Regions from separate parts of the Mus musculus genome. Here region 2 is linked to region 1. Evidence: chromatin contacts called from public Hi-C data. All regions are on one chromosome and are shown on one strand. Each heading gives the region's core, a stretch centred on a gene start, on an enhancer-like site or on the middle of the called end of the contact. The rest is flanking DNA. Distances are from core to core; before and after follow the strand shown.

Region 1 (4,226 bases), core at 471-2,970:
ACAATGTAGTCCTTGTACCTAAGGAACAACTGAAGAGAAAGTTTAAAAAAGAATGTTTCCATTTAGAGAAAGAAGAGTTGTCTCTTGTGGCTACACACTAGGGCTATAAGATTACTTGTCCCCAGCTCAGACCTGGAAAGATGGCTCAGTCATGAAGAGCAATGGCTGCTCTTTCAAAGAATGAGCTTTTATTTTCAGCAAAGACTCTAACGCCAGTTCCAGGGAATTGGACACCCTCTCCTAGACTCTGCAGACACTAGATAAGAATAAAAGTGGTGCTCAGACTTGCATTCAGGTACAATGTCCAAACTTATCTCATAAATAAAACAAAATAAACTTACTTCCAAATACAGAGAGCCAGATCCATGACTAGTTTGGATTCTAGCACTGAGGAAAAGAATAAACAGAACTTATCATTAATACCCTGGGACATTTCTGGAACAGAAGCTATCGCAAATTTCAGTTTCAGAACTTAAAACTTTCTTTTGACTTTCCCCTATCTTTCACGGGCCATATGAAGTAGAATTTCCTTGAGTTTAAAAGCAGTAAGGTCAGTTGTTTCTCCCTCATGTGTTTTTGCTTTTATTCCTGATTAAGACAATTGAGATCATACTCTGCTCTCATTGCTCATTACCCCATGAAATGATACTGTTAATCCCACTGGGAAACAATGAGAGCACTTCCACAATTTTGAGTCAAAATTCAAACAAGCTTTATTTAAATACTATCCAGGATGATAGACTCTGGTCAGGCTCATTCTGGGAATCTCAGAAAACAGTGAGTAACATTTTGCAAAGGGTTATTTATAAAGGCAAACCCATAAATATATCTGTTTCCCATTAGGTCTAATCAAGGATAACCATATATCCTGACATACTTTCTGCCTGCACACCTCCCACCTACATCCAATTGTGGGGCAGGCATACATCCTGATGTATTTCCTGTTCCCATCTACACGCCATCAAGCACAGTCAGTGCAGTTGAGTAAAATGAACTTTTTTAAGGAAGCAAAAACACGTGTGTTGCTATCTCCCATAAACAATAGCCTCCAGCGTCTCAGGAAGTATCTGTCCCTGGGTAAGGGCTTTACAAGTTAAAGGTGTTCAAGGGGCTTACAAGTAAGAGGTGTTTTGCTTTATGGATCTCGAGACACAGTAATTAAAACTTAAAACATAACTTTGGCTTTTACCTTCCTACCCCAGAGTTGTAGCTTTCTTTCAGCATCTTTAGTGGATACTGAGAAAGAGTTCTGAGAATATAAAATGTCACTTGAATATTTTAAGGGCCAATCAACCAGATCAGTCTCAAAAATTCCATAGACAGATTGGGGGGGGGGAAGAGAGAGACAGAGACAGAGAGAGAGACAGAGAGAGAGAGAGAGACAGAGAGAGAGAGAGAGAGAGAGAGAGAGAGAGAGAGAGTTTAGGTTCCTTGTACTTTTAAAATTGTGTCAGTATCTAGCAGTTGCTTCTGTATTGTTGACAGAAAGGAAGCAAAGGATCAGAGAATATGATAAGTGTTTATTGGATGCTATTTACTTCTCAGTAATATGCCAGTAATGTGGCAGGAATTGAAAACAAGAAGTCTTCCAGGAGAGAATTTTTTGGAGATGTAATTAATTGACCTGGCTTGCATTTTTTCTTTCCCAGAGAAGCAGTTGTCAGCTAAGTGCTTCCAGCACAGCCCTGGCAGTAATTATTATTCAGGTTCATTCTGCAAAGTCATCTTCACTTAAGAATTCTACCATTCACCACTAAAAACATTCACAGGCAAGACTTTCCTGTACTCACATATCCTGTTATTTAGACTCAAAATTAAGAAGAAAATGTAGCTGACAATTATGGTAGATGTTTATTTTCAGAAATAAATTTTCTCCTTTTAGTTATATTGGGCTTAGGGTTCTTTTTCAATTCAATCTTTGTTACTGACATGAAAAGCTGTTATGTTAAATGCGCCAGCATAAGCAAGTCATTATTCCATAGTGAACTATAGAGAGCTGCTGGTTGTCATGGTAATGTGACTGCACATATGAAGTCAGTATTGTGGACATCACATTTCCATTAAAATACCATGCACACTTGCATGAACTCTTGCCCAGAACATTTTTTGCTGGGGTTGCTCTCCTCTGCCACATCCCATCCCCATGCAAAGTGATCTCGTATTCTGAGCATAGTTTGTCAGAGTTCACTACATCTATTATTGATCTGTCTCAGGTGGATGTTGAAGTGCATTCACAGGGTAACATAAAAAATAGAGATAAGTAGTTAACCCTGCCAATTACTTTCAATTTGAAGTGAGTAAACCCTCCCACATCTTCTCATAAATAATTTGATTTATTTTGTTTTTATTCCTTAAAATAACCTCCCACTAGATTTTGAATGTTTTATTGCTCTTGAAGATATTGGGTTTTAGAGAAGTAAGGATATGAGGACCAGAGTTTATATACCCATCACCTGGCTATGAACACTTGCAATCCAAGTCACAAGGTCAAAGAGCCAAGCCCTTGTGTCCAACCTGTACAATCAGTCATGTCCAGATTTACTTAGAGACCTTGTCTCAAAAATTGCACTAGAAGATGAAAATGTTCACTTCTGGTTTACATTCACAATTTTATGGAGACAGCCACATACACGAATATGCACACACATACCCACATACAACAAGATGTAGGGTTTTAAGATTTCATGTTTTCTTTGCTCTTACATCTTATTCTCAGGATACTTTTTGTTTCCTTTGACTTAACACTATTATTTTCATGGATCTGTTTGATTTTTTGTTTGAATCAGTAAATAAAAATACACATAACTGAGGTTGGTGGCAAAAACTTTAAACCTAGCTCTCACAAGGCACACACATAAAGTTAGAAAATTGTCAAATTGAAGACTTAGATATATAGCAAGACTCTCAATATTTTTCATCATGAATACATCATGTGATATAGTGATATAGTGAAGACTGAAACTTACACACTCAAAGATTTATTGGTTAAAGTATAAGTCCTGAATGACTATCTTTTTCTTGATCAAATGGCATGAATTATCTTAACAAGGTTTTGTAACACATAAGTTATTTTTTGACTCTTCTATATTAGTAAATTGTACTCACTTATTTTTGTTTCAATTTCATTGCATAAACATCGTTTCATTGATTTAAAAGATTAAATATATGAACCAAATGTTAGGAACTCTCTCAGCATTTAATATGTAGGTAATAATGTCATGGAGTATGGAAAATATATAGAAGTTTTTGGTGACTAAAAGCAGATACGAACATGATCATGATGGAGAGAGAGAGAGAGAGAGAGAGAGAGAGAGAGAGAGAGAGAGAGAGAGAGAGACAGAGAGAGAGAGAGAGAGAGAGAGAGAGAGAGAGAATGAATACAGGAACAATTACTAGTTGGAAGATCATATAAAGGCTCTATATAGTGCCTCATTACATTTCCACATATGGCTCTGATGCTCATCTTTCGTCTTAGTGTGACTTTTGCATCACTAATTCCATCTGAACATCTGCAGGATGCACATCTATCCAAGGACACTTTTTAATGAAATTTTGTATACAAATAATAGAAAATACAATGGTAGTAAACAACATTAAATGTATATTTATACAATTATAGAGATAAATGCCAATAAAAATAGAGAAAATGGAATTACCTACCTCTTTGGAAAAGTCTCAAGGTTAGAAAATGTTACTTGGACTGGAAATCATAGTTTACTACTATAGATCATGTGCTGTATGCTAACTGTTTATGTTTACTTCTTTTTATTATTTCTTTCTTTATTTAAATCCCAAACACTGCCCCTTCCAGTCCTATCCTCACAGAGTCCTTCTTTACCACTTCTCCTCTGAGAGAATGGAACCCCTCTGGGTATCCCCCATCCATTGCACATCAAGGCTCTGTCAGATTAGGCACAATCTCTCACACTAAGGCCAAACAAGGTAGCCATGCAGACTAAGCTGTCCATCTGTTTATATGTATGACAGGGCCCTCATTTCAGATCATGCATGTTCTTTGGTAGGTGGATCAGATACTGAGAGCTATGAGTGGTTCAAGTTCTTGTCTCTTTTAGTATTCCTGTGCTTTTTCCATCTACTTCAGGGCCTTCAATCCTTCTCCCAACTCTTCCATAAATATGCCTCATCTCCATTTAATATTTGGCTGTGGACATCTGCATCCATTTCAGTCTGCTACTTAGTAGAACCTCTCAGAGGACAGTTATGTT
Region 2 (4,426 bases), core at 369-2,868, 60 kb after region 1:
TTCATAAAACTTGATAGCAATAGTATTTCAAATTCTACACAGTTACCAAAAACTCAAAATAGTTTCCTGGACATCTCCAGCCACTCAGCTTTCAGTGCTGTTCAGGGTCTTTGCAGGCTCAGGCTCCAGGATAGGAGGAGCAAGTTCAGCAGATAACTTCTCAGATGCAAATCTCCTGCATCCCAACTTGGAGTTTTGTCTCCTGTAACATTCCCTGCAGCCTCTCATTTGGGGCATGGGTCTGGATGCAAAGGTGAAGTGTTGAGTTTGAGGATGCAGTAGCCTCTGGCTTTGGATAGTCTCCTTTCTTTAGTGGTGACACACCTGGGGGGTTTTCATATGTCACTTCTTTGGTTCTTTAGGTATAAAGAAGTATACTTAGGTGTGAATAAGTTATATTAACTGGCAATGAAGTCTTAGTATTACTTACACATTATATGGTAGACAACTCTGAGAAGTATTCTTGACTCACTCATGCTTGAGACAGGTTACACATTGAAATGAGAGGACACAAAGAAATGTGTGTGGTGGTCAACTAGGACTCGATACAGATTGATTCCAGTTTTTCAATCTGAAGGTTGGAATTGAATGCAGTTTCTTAAATTAACTTAGATAAGGACGTTGCATGAAGTACAGCATGATTTATTAAATTTTAGTTCCATTAATTAAACTTTTACTTCAATTGCCAGTGTGATAAAATGTTTTTTCATTTTACAAGAAAAATCTTGGATGACATGAAATTAGATTAAGCACATCAAATGCCTTTTCTTTCTTTCTTTCTTTCTTTCTTTCTTTCTTTTTCTTCTTTTTTTTTTTTTTACCTATTACGTATGTTAGTTAATAAAGTCACTGAACACCGATTATGATACAGACATTATTTCATATGATTAACTGTTTAACTAATTAACTATGCCCATTGCACACTCCTCACCTTCCATAGACTTCTGGTACAAGTTTAAGAGGGTTTCTTTTTAATGAGTTGACTTTGCAATTAGCAGTATAAAGTGCACATTCCTAGAGGGAATCTGAGCTTCCTAAAAACTCCTGAAAATAACGTCAGCGTTAACTCTTTGCCTGCCTGGTTTGTTTTCAGCAAGATACAGAAAGTTTTATCTCAAGACAGGGATAGGTGGGGCAGCTGATAGAGAAGTGGGAAGAAAGGAAGACTTGGGCTTCTGACTGTGAGATGGTACTTCTTTGTAGACACAGGACTGGCTGGATAGGGAAGGCTAATACACAAAAGGCTACTTCCGGCTCAAATTTCTTTACCAAGTTTCTTTCAGCCGAACTTTTCTTTTTTTTGTTCTTTTTTTCTTTTCTTTCTGTCATTTTGGCGGCGTGGTGGTGGGTGGGTGGGTGGGTGGGTGGTGCTGGTGGCGGTGGTGGTGCACAACCATTCTAGGAAGTAGGGTGTATGCGCCCCGGGATGCAAAGAACGTCCCCAAGCTTCCGATTCCCATTCTCGCATCTGGGGCATGTCTGCAGCTGGACAGGCCCGGCTGGAGGCTGCAGGGGACGCCTCCACCTTCCCACCCGGGACGTCCTGAACCGCCGCCACAACAACAGGCTCGCGCGAGACAAAGGGGCTGGCGCAGGGCGGCGCGCGGGGCCAGGGGGCGTGGGGAGGCAAGGGAGCAGCGCGGTGGGAGCCGGGTGGAGACCTCCAGCCAGGCCTCCAGACTCAGTACAGCCTTTGACCCTCGCCCCCACGCCGCTCCCCTGCAGGCGGCGCCCCTGGATCTGCTGCCCCGGCCACTGATCGCTCCTTTCGGTCCTGAGCACCGAGCAGGGCGCAGCACTCCCCGCGCCGGCGGCATGGCGGTGTCCTGGAGGAGCTGGCTGGCCAACGAAGGGGTTAAACACCTCTGCCTGGTAGGATGGAGGGCCAAGCTGGCCTGACAGACAGTCTATCTATGCTGCAGCCAGTTTGATTCATTCTCAGAATGTGTACTGGTGGGATGAGAGAATTGGAAGTTTGGGGGTTTAGTTTTCTGACTTTCTCACCTAACCATGACTTTATGCATTCCTGGAAATACTTCCTGCTCAATGCAAGGGAGCTTTAGTACAGATTGATGAGGAGCCAATGCAGAGGAAAGGGGAGCTAAGGGAGCTTTTAAAACACTCATTTCCTATGCTCTTCCAATTGCTTCCCTATATTGGGCATCCCATGCGCCATGATAATGATACTACTTTCTTACTCTCAGTTTGCAATAGAGTTGGGGAAGTAAGGTGTAGCTGATTAAGTGATCTATTAGCCACCAACCTTTATTTCAGTGCAGGGTCTGGGTAAGGCCAAGTGAGGTGTCCTCAGAGCAGCTTTTCCACTTACTGACTGAGCATGCTTTCTGCTTTCTGAAATTGCATGTACCCAGGTGAGTCTTGTGTGTGGCTTCTATCAGATGATTATTTTTCTTTTTTTTTTAACTTTGTTTTTTTCTTTCTCTTTGACTGGTCTAGCTCATTTGGCTGTCCCTAAACGTTCTACTTTTCTGGAAAACCTTCCTGCTGTACAACCAAGGGCCAGAATACTACTACATTCACCAAATGTTGGGCGTAAGTGAATCTGGGATGACCTGGTAGAGTGGGTTTAAGGCAACAAACTACTACAGGATTTTGTCAGTACACCCATTTCTCATAGTAATATTTGCTGTCAACTTAAAAAACATGTGTTTCTTTGAGCAGTCAAGCTTCTTGAGTTTGGCCCTTTAAGGAGCAAGGGTAGTAGTATCTGTTAAATTGAGGTAAATGAACCTGTCAGACCAGGCTATCAGAGTCTGAGGGAAGTTGCTGGCTTCTGCTTCTTCTTCTTCTTCTTCTTCTTCTTCTTCTTCTTCTTCTTCTTCTTCTTCTTCTTCTTCTTCTTCTTCTTCTTCTTCTTCTTCTTCTTCTTCTTCTTCTTCTCCTTTTTTTCCCCCCCAAGCTGCACCAGTGAGCAAGCCCTGAAGAGTTTGCTTCTCTCAGAGGACCAGCTGATGACAGACTGTTAGTCTAGACTTATCAAGGCTCTCTGCCTTCCCACAAGTCTGTCCAGAGGATGTCAGCACTGGTTTTCTTTTACTGACAGTTCTCACAAAGTGAGCTGTTATTTATTTCTAAGTAGCCTTGGCTGGTTGCCATAGGTTATTGGCCGGGTCTGGTTCTGGTCTGAGGACAGAATCAAACAAACTCTGTCCTGGTTTATTTCATGTTGATATTTCTCTTTGTTCTGTTTCTCATCTCATCTTCTAATTCTATCTCTACCTTACTAGATCCTATAAATGGCAGGGTCCTCCAGGATATCTTACTTTGTACCAGGAGACTGAATTCTCCTAAGCAACCACACAAAGTATAAAAGGTGTTATACAATTGTAGATTTATCATCACTGGAGAGGAAAACATATTCTAAAGAGGACACTTATTGCTTTTTTTTCATAAAATTGTAACTATTTAAAATCACTTCAGTTGAATTCAGTGCAACTAGCTTCACTTTCATGATTGGAGGACATAGGTTTATCTTTTAATCTTAGTTCTCTGTGTAGTGATTAGGACATATCAAGTCTGCAGTAAGTTGCAGCTGAATTAATTGATATTTTTGAAACAGATTACTGTATTAAAGCTCTTGATTGTGACATCTTCTTAACATTTAACACCACTAGCTTTAACTATTGGGGTCAGAAACATTGTTTCAGAAAAGAAAAAAGAGACCCCCTCCCTTATTGAAGATTCTGAAATTAATATGCTTGTCCTTTCTCATCTATCTAAATTTGGTCTATTTATCTAGAACTGTTCTTTACATTGCTTTCTAAATAGTCCCAGAGAATAAAGTATTTACTATTTTTCAAGTGCCTTACACTCTGATGCAAAACAGCAACCAAAACCCACAAGCAAACAAACCAATCAAATAATTGTAGGTTAATAAACACATTAAGAAGAATTTCTCTGATGAGTTACCAAGGACGCCTAGCTTTTCATTCTCTTTCTTGAAAACTCACTACTCAAAGTGAATTAATAAGTGAGAAGTTTTTAAATATGAGGTTTATTTTACTTAATGCATAACACACTCGGTGAACAACTTGTAAGAAATCACGTGAGAATTACCCTGGCAGAGTTTGTTCTGGATCAGGGTGCTTATGTTACTATCCAAATCTAAGAATTATAAAAGCCATAACTCAACTTTGGAGTTTTACTCTTAAAATAATAGAAACGTTTCCTTTCTAAAGGGAGCTAAGCTAATTTTGCTTGACTCCAACAGGGTGGGTTTCATGTACTTGGATGCTGTGTAATTTGTTGTTGACAAATCAGCTAAGATTAAGCTCGTGTGTACTTGCCCGTACATACAGGAACAGATATAGTCAAACCCATTTTAAAGACACTTCAAAATATGCTCCATGTTTCTACTGTTATTCTACGTTAGTGCTTTTGCTCAAGTGATGTTATAGAACAGAGA

What was found. Hi-C and Micro-C count contacts between places; a contact is called where the count stands out from the background.
Region 2: a contact with region 1 is called in a Hi-C map of cortical neurons, with 1.8 times the contacts expected there. The contact joins the promoter of Nox4 here to the enhancer-like site in region 1. A contact is called at or near these places in 1 of 484 Hi-C or Micro-C datasets (cortical neurons) and 2 of 9 other capture datasets (adipose tissue and liver).

The regions. Positions count from the first base shown.
Region 1 is chr7:87,184,926-87,189,151 of GRCm38.p6, forward strand. No RefSeq gene overlaps it. Among named protein-coding and RNA genes, the nearest start is that of Nox4, 60 kb to the right of the region's middle. Within about 2 kb of position 1,721, at least 14 of the 459 cell types and tissues checked have an H3K27ac peak or open chromatin away from gene starts, as enhancers often do. A contact at or near this core is called in cortical neurons, where this site is marked.
Region 2 is chr7:87,245,031-87,249,456 of GRCm38.p6, forward strand. It overlaps Nox4 (NADPH oxidase 4), which reads left to right and starts at 1,619. Exons shown (of 18, transcript NM_015760.5): 1 at 1,619-1,872; 2 at 2,458-2,553. The coding sequence starts at 1,816.